2 separate regions of the Drosophila melanogaster genome follow, and region 1 is linked to region 2. Evidence: chromatin contacts called from public Hi-C data. All regions are on one chromosome and are shown on one strand. The core of a region is the stretch at or near the end of the contact, and the rest is flanking DNA. Distances in the headings are between cores, read along the strand shown. Region 1 holds the start of Atx2 (Ataxin-2). Region 2 holds the start of Rbp (RIM-binding protein).

Region 1 (3,830 bases), core at 187-2,686, 35 kb before region 2:
CAACTGAAAACGTATAACTAAAAACTGAATACGGCAAGCGGCAAACAGCAAACGCAAAGCTGCAAAATGCTGACAATGCAAGAAATTGCATTCGAAGAAGGCGAGCGACGAGAGTAAAAAAAAAAAATATAATGCACTACGTGATACGTGAGCGAGTGTGCCATGCATCACCGTGGGCACTACGGGCACGGGCCGCACAGTGGGCCTGATTCGCCCTGAGCGCCATCCCAGGCCCACTGTGCCCACAAGCTTGAGGTTGTGATGTGGTATTGTGTTGATGCCGTACACAATGAATAATGAACACGCATTTCAAACCGTTTGCGGCATAAATATGACTGGACGAGGAAGACTCGTATGATAAGGCCAAAGTGAGTGGCCACTACAGTGATACCTCTTCAGCAATCCAGTACAGGCTATGATTTGTATGATTTCAACGATAGTCTTCACATTTATTAACATTCGTTAGTAATCACCGAATGTTACTTTAAAAAATGTGAAAATATTTTAAAGTGCTTAGTCATAGTGATTCACAATACTGACACATTTCTACTCCATTACAATGCAATTTTGGGAACACTTGCTATTTGGTTCTTTCCATAACTGATTTATTTATTCTGTGATAAATCACAATCCTAATTACATTATACAAATAGGGTTGAGTTATTGAAGAGACCACTACTATCTTTACGCCTGCAAACTTGCATTATGAATGATTTTTTGACCATTTTTTTTGGTATTTATATGTATTTATATTTATATGATTTGTTTCTCAACTATTTCTTAAATACATATCTGCACAGTTTTTCACAGATAAATTGATAAAACTGGCGGACGTGCCGATACTTATGCGCCGCACTGTGTCCGAATGCGGATGTGAATGTTGTTGTGTGGCTGCGTTTGTGGCTGTGCCTGTGTGCGCTGCAGTCATATTTCAATTGAAAATTTTAAGGGCGCAGCAGCAGGAGGACAGGGGTGGGGAATGGGTGTTGGGGGCTATGGAGCACCCTCTCACGGGGGTGGCAATGCGACTCGTTGGTGCGACAAAACGGAAACCTTTAAACAAATTATGTTCTCTACACACATTTGGCCATTGTGAAAGGGAAATGTAAACAAAGCATAAAGTTCGATTCTTGAAACACAAACACACACACACATGCTTGCACTCACTCGCACACACAGACACACAGGGCTCGCGATGGCCTATTATATAAGCGCCATTTGCATTCCAAAAAACCAACAAAAAAAAAGCTTAAGAATGGTTTTCCATGAGATGATGCAGTAGTAGGTAGCATTCACGAGATTAAGAAAAAAAATAATAATGTGAAAAAAGACGACACGAGACGCGCTTTCACCTTTTAATTTTTTTTTAGTCAACCGGACCGGGAGAGAAAAGAGCTCTTTGTGGCGCTTTCGGTTGTCGCGGGTTTTCAATTTGTCAGGGCAACGGCGAACTGCAAACTGCGACGGCAAAAAGCAAAGGCAAAAAGCAAAAGGCAAAAACAAACCAGCCCCAAATGCAGTGGTGTGCGTTTGTGCCCCCCTTTGTTGTGTGGCATGGCACTCTGCTGACTCTGGTACCTCTGCGTGCTCGGCTCACCTGAAGCACCCTGCTCAAATGACGCCCCTGCGCTATCGCCCCTGGTTTTTGCCAGTGCAGCTGGGTGCTGGTGGTGCTGGTCAAAGCTGCTTCTTCTTACCTTGAGATGCCGCCGCTGGCACCGCCGCCAGTGGGTCGGGTTTTCCGCTTGCTATTGTTGTTCATAATAACGTCGATTGGATGTGGATCGCCAATTGCCAACTGCCAATTGCCAACCGCCGATGTGGTCGGTTTGTGTCCGATTGCCGGGAGGCCAGAAGGAGCAGTCCGAGTACCAATTGACCACCAGGACACTTTTCAGCAGTCGTTCAAACCTGGCGTTTTTGCTTCTTTTCTCTTCTGTTTCCTCTTTCGCCCGTTTCTGCTGTGCTTCTTACTACTGCTGCTGCTGCTCTCTTGCTTCGGCTGCTACTTTTTGCTTCGGCCGATTTTCCCCCGGATTTACCAACTTTCCGATCGGAGGATCCTGATGCGATGGTCGCGGATGGGCGGGCGAGGCGTGTTCTAGCCAAGATGTGATATTTCGGCGCCGTCTAGCACTGTAACTTGGCTGCTATAAACGCTTTTGTTGCTAATTTTATTTTTTCCCTGCGTACTGTAGCGATAACGAGCAAGGTTGCTTGACGAGTTGCTTTCCGCAGTCGATACTTTTTTGCACATCCCTAGCGCACATCGACGGCGTATTTGGCAAATCGGTGAAAAAAAATAGTGGAAATGCAACAACGGAACGGCACGACGAGCTGCAGCGACTGGGCGGCGGTAGTGGTAAACGGCGAATTTTGTTGCGTCGAAAGACTATTTTGCTAATTTATTAACTTCAATCTGAACGGGGGTGCGTATGTGCAGCCACAGTGTTCGGTATCGAATGGTTATCGCCTGCGCACTCGATTTGACAGCGCCAGACGGTGTTTGCCTATCGATTGCTCCCGGGCTATCGCCTGCTCAAAAACAGTGTTGCACACAGTCGTTTGGGCGCGCAATTTGAACTGCTTATGGTTTGTATTCAATCGCAGCGGTATTAAGCAAATATTTGCTCCAAATCTAGATCACAAATACAGGCGAATCTATTAATAGCCCGGAGCTATCGTCTGTGTCCCAGTAGGTGGAAAACATCCGCATGTTTACCGAATGTCAAGATAGGCGGCCACAGACGACGACCTTGTATGTCAAGAAATTCCTTTTTCCGAGAAAGCTGCCGCCGCTTAATCATTTCAAAGTCAACCGCAAATCCACTCTTCGCCGACCTATGTCGTTTGTATCTCCTCTCCATCATGAGATATAATACTAATTACGATGCTATCTGGTTTACAGCCCAACAGGGTCGCCATACACATAAGCCGTAAATCTGTCCGGTCCACACGCCAGGCGGACCGTCTTTGTAACGCCTGATAGAATCGTTAGCACCTAGTGAAATTCCCAGCCTGAGATTTAATAACTCGCTACTAAGATACTTGGGAAGACATTGTAGGCTACACAGTATCTCTTATTTATCGCAGCTACTGATTATTACGATTTTATAAAATATGGCTGTATAATTACAATTATGAATATGATCAATTATATGTATAACCTTATTCTAATCATATTAGAAATTATATAATATTAAATTCGTATTACATAGGTAGGGCATACAGATTCCGAATATATATGTTTATGCTTCCTTTAAGAATGACTGTCACAAGGTGTCACAGCTTATGCTAAGATATATATTTGGATGATTAATTTGTGATCTTTTGATTTGTCTAACCCAATATTCAAATATTGGTCCATCGTTTATCGATCGAGGTGAGTGAAATGCCACTTGGGCGGCAGTCAAAGGTGGAAAATTACTTGGAGTCCACACGACAGACAGCCCAGTGGGATGGAGATTAATGATCGGGGATGGTTGGGTGCCGACCAGATAGCCTCCCCCACTGCGCGCTTTGTAGCGATATCGCAGTAGTTTCTGCCACCGGTGCCGTTGACATTTCCAGTTATATATTCGTTTGTTCCCGCTCCGGCCGGCGGATTCAAATGCGAGCGCCCAACCCTCCGCAATGTTTGCTCGCCCATCTGCCTGCCGAATGGGCGTTAAGTGTATCATTGTTGTGCGCTGATCTCTGGCTGAAAATAAAAGCGCACCATGTTTGTCGCCTTTTTCTTGACTCTTTTCATTTTTCGTGTTTATCAGAAAAATCTGCCCCAGCCCACTTATTTATCACTCAAGAATTCGCTTATTCGGCAGTTTTCATTA
Region 2 (4,443 bases), core at 993-3,492:
GCAATTACAATTACAATTACATTTAAGATGTTGGGAAAAGTTCATTATCCTGCTGCTGGCATGACCTCAATCGCAGAGCCAAGGAAAAAAGCGAACCAGAACACGAGCACAAAAACTATCTTGCCTATTTATAACAAGCTGCTCACACACAGGCACACACACAGACCCACGAATTTCGTCGCTTCTGGCGCTGAAATACTATAGAAAAAAACCATAGCACAGTTATGGGGTGGAAAACCAAACCGCCAAACCGGGAAATGGGAAGTGGTTCGGAGAGAAGCAGGGGGATCCCCGCCTGTGGACATCTCATGGTCGCAGTTTGGCTGGCAGCCCAGCATATAAATTATTGAATGATTGCCATCTGTCAAAATTGGCCAAACTCAACGATTAATCCTGCTCGGAAAAATCCAATAAAATCATAATGGCTTTTCTTTTCAAGCCGTTCTTTATATTTTTCAACACGGGGGATCTTTCTGTTGGCTTAAAGGAAAATTCAATTGAATAGTTGCACATTTGAGTTCTTCATGTATTAAATACATATGCAACATGTTAATTTAAATTTGGCCAATTATGTTTTAATTCATCTACAGAAAAAACTACATATTTATAGAAGGAAGCTATGAAGACTTTCTTTTCATAATAAGCCCGTCTAGGTTGTGATAATGTTGTATTAAGTATCCGCAACGTGTACCAGGCCATCGACGCGTGACTTTCGATCATTGCAGTGGAAACTGAGTACAGTGGGCTATAAATATATACGAAATACGTGAAAGCATTCAATCGGTGGAAAGTGCTGTTACGGGTATTAAAACACCGCTCCAGAGAAGGTAACGGTAACCGCATGCACGCTGTAGATACCTTTAGTGTACATATATATGTATGCATATGTACATGCATACGTACATACACACGAACGTGTGTGGTGGGTGTACACTGTATGTAGTATGTGTGTTACGCACGCAGCAGCAAACAACTTTAACATTGTTGTTGCGCAGGCTGTGGGACAAGTGTGAAGTGAAAACCGCCCCCAGAGTGCGAACCCAAAAAGTGGGACTTTTCTGCTGCTGCTGCTGCTGGTGCTGCTGGAAGCTTATGAATATGAAACGCTCACACACACATGCTGCTCCTGCCGTTGTGGCACTTGCAGTGGTATTGGTGCTGCTCCAGTTTCGTTGGCCATTTACATCTACTTTACTTACATGCCTCTCGCTCTTTTCGCTTTCTCTGTATGTGTGTGGCGGGTGTATGCGTGAGTGTGTGTGGGTGCGCGCTTTTTTGTGCCAAAATGTAGCTGAACTCTGCTTTTAGCCAATTTCTCCGATTTTATTTAGGCATTTTTCTATAATTTCGGTTTCATTCACCATTTCGCCTGCCTCGGTTTTACAGTGATTACCCGCATTTGCATATTGTATATGCATCAGCATGTGGGCGAGTATGTATATGTATATGTTTGGATATATGTATGCATGTGAGTGTGTGTGGGAGAGTGTAGTTTTACGCTGGCTGCTCTTTTTCGTATTTTTTTTTTTTTTTTGCCTTTATCGATATGCTTACACTTTTACTTTTCACTGTCCCACCATTTTCCCGGAATCATTATATCTTTCACTGGATTTTTTAACTGCACTCGCGGCGAGCTTTTTCACGTTATTGGCGAGAAAATGAAATTTTCACGCAGCAGCGGTGCTGTTGGGCAAACATTTGGTGTACAGCGAAATTTTTCGTGAGCTCGCTCGCTCGCATAACAGCTCTTTTTTTCAGCTTGCGCAAAATAAGTATTTACCACGCGATTTTGACACTTTTTGCTTAAACTGCGGTTTTCGTTTTCGGAAGCACAGGATTTTATCCTTTCTTTTTGGGTTAACTTTTTGTAATATTTTGTATTCGGGGGCTTTTGAACGGGTTGCGAACCTTTTTTGCTGCTTGTGCTTCTGCTTCTTGCTTGCTGCTGCTGCTGCTTTTTCAGGTCGCCTGTTTTCCTCTTCCACGTTTGCGCTGGGAAATTCACATAAATGCATATAGTTTACACTAGGCTACGTAGGCTGTACATAATATATCCGAAAAACGCGATCGTTTCACTGCTACTATATAGAAAAAAACTCCGCCTAGTTGTCCACTTTCTGTGGGTAGTAGCAGTTGGGTCTCAGTGCGAATACCGAAAAGTGGGTCATCTCGGTCGCGCTGCTGGCGCACTCTGATTTCTACCCAACTGCCAGCTCGGTGCTCAGTGTGCCAGAGCAGAGTGGCCCAGAGAACCCAGAGCCGAGCACTCAGTACCCAGTGCCCACTATTCAGTGTGCGGGGAATCGATTTTTCTGCCAAATGACACTGAAAAACGGGCAATTCTCTCCCGCTCTCAGAAGGACTCCTTTGGGGTTGCAACTGGGTAAATTTCTGCTCAGGGCCTGTTATTGGGGGTTTACTATTACTTTTGGCTGTTATCCGTTAACAGCGCTGTCCTCTGTTAACGACATGTGCGTGTAAATCTGAGATTTTGATTTCAGTTTACCAATCTCTGATTTTCGAAATCAATTCTCGGGTAATATAAAACAATTATTTCCACATCATACCACACCTAATACTATAAATTATAAAGTAATTTTACGTAAATTGGTTAAATATGAAACACTCTTTTCAATTTTGGAATATAAATACATTTATTTGTCGTTTTCTTTTCGCTATGTCTACATTATGAGTTTGTTGCCGTTCTTTTACTTTTGCTTAGTGTTCGATTTTCATATAACATTTTATTAATTAAAATAATTTTTTCTCCATCCTGTTGATAGTGCTGTCGGCCACTAATGTCTTTCGCTTTCGCAGTTTTCAAATAGAACATATCATTAAGTAAAAGATTATTATGTATAGTGTTTAAATTTCAAACTCTAACAATTAAAAACAGTTAAAAATTTAAGTGTTCCGTTAATGTTTTTGTTTGTCATCTCCCCGTAGTACATACATTTCCTGTTTCTCGTTTTTTTTCCACTAATTTTAAATTTATTCGTAGGCGCTTCTCCTAAACAAAAACAAACTAGCCGATGTTGTTTGTTAACAGAAAAAGAATGAATTATTTACAATAAATTGTAAACGAAAAATAAACTCTCGCACACATCGTCCGTCTCCATAAATAGTTGCTCACTAGTTAATTACAATGCTTAGGCTTCGCAAAATTTTGTGTCCGAGTATGTGTAATACATATGTATATACGATATAAATTAGGCCTATTTATTTAGTTACAACAGATTTTCATTTACGTTCAAACATTTAACTTGGACTGCGTCGGGCGATTTTGTATTTAAGTGTGTTGAGTTTATTTGATTTGTTTCGGTCTTGGTATGTTAAATGGTTATTTAAACATAAAATTAAAATGCCACTAATTAATTAATTTGCCATAATTAAAGGATTTAATTCTCTACTCGCATTTACTCTTAACTGTCAGCATTATTTGATTCGTTTGCCGTATTAGAAAAAGTGCACTTATGAATACTGCATTCGGTCTGAAAATAGATAAAATAAAAGAGAATCGGTTAGAAAATCCTTGCTGAAGCAATTTGAATTAGTAATGCAATTTGGCCCCAATTTCATGAAAAGGTCAGCGGTAATAGCCATTAGTACGTAATCGAAGCAATTTACAATTTAAAATGGGCGGGGGTCCGGCTTAATATCCGCCCCTCAGAATCTCCGGCGCAAAATGATAAACCAAACAATACCCGGAATGCCAATGGAATGACATCATCTCAACGGTTGGCCCGAAACGATAAGAAACCAGATATGAGCCGATTTAAAGAAACCGGCTGTCATGGCGTCGCAGCGTATCGTTTGATAACACATATAGTAAATAATCACTGCAGGTGATTCTTAATACTTACTGTCCTTCTTTGAAGTACTCCTTCAGCGTTGTGCTGAACTTCTTGGAATATTTGACGAACTCCTTCTTACGCTGCTCCACAGCCTGCTTGCCCGTTACGCCAGGTATAAACGAGCCGATCTCGTTGACCACATCGAGTAGTTTCTTTATGGCGCTGGCGATTTCCCTGTAAAACGCAGTAAAATTTCATTATTCATTAATCAGTTAAGCTTATGCAGTGAGTTTTAGCTTCATTTTGAGTTTTTACTTACTTGATGGTCTCCAGGAAGGTCTTCCTGTCGTTTATCTCATCGGGTATGCGGCTGAGGATCACCTTGAGAGCCACGGACTTACGATTGAGCTCCTGGAAGGGCTCCTCCGTGCGCGTCAAGCGGTATTCATTGACTGTGGAAGGGGGAAACTTCGTTAGCTACGAAACTCAGCTGCTGGCGTGGCTACTTACGGTCCGCTTCCGTAATTTTGCCCTGCAATCGGAGCACGGCCTCGTTTAGGTTAACATTCAGATCGGCCCGCCGCACAATTGTGGCTACGAGGTCATAGCAGAAGCCCGGATTGTTCTGCTCCGACTTGAGAATGGCGGA

The links. Hi-C and Micro-C count contacts between places; a contact is called where the count stands out from the background.
Region 1: a contact with region 2 is called in a Hi-C map of the Kc167 cell line, with 2.7 times the contacts expected there. A contact is called at or near these places in 82 of 107 Hi-C or Micro-C datasets (the Clone 8 cell line, the D17-c3 cell line, the Kc167 cell line and 24 more) and 3 of 7 datasets of targeted methods (the Kc167 cell line and the S2 cell line).

The regions. Positions count from the first base shown.
Region 1 is chr3R:15,407,057-15,410,886 of dm6, reverse strand. It overlaps Atx2 (Ataxin-2), which reads right to left and starts at 1,436. Exons shown (of 5, transcript NM_169658.3): 1 at 1,353-1,436. CG6125 reads left to right here and starts at 3,817. Exons shown (of 6, transcript NM_001300409.1): 1 at 3,817-3,830.
Region 2 is chr3R:15,372,434-15,376,876 of dm6, reverse strand. Rbp (RIM-binding protein) reads right to left here and starts at 2,242. Exons shown (of 18, transcript NM_169652.5): 1 at 1,909-2,242. Ccm3 (Cerebral cavernous malformation 3) reads right to left here. Exons shown (of 5, transcript NM_142202.3): 2 at 4,305-4,443; 3 at 4,114-4,246; 4 at 3,864-4,028; 5 at 2,640-3,491. The coding sequence ends at 3,407.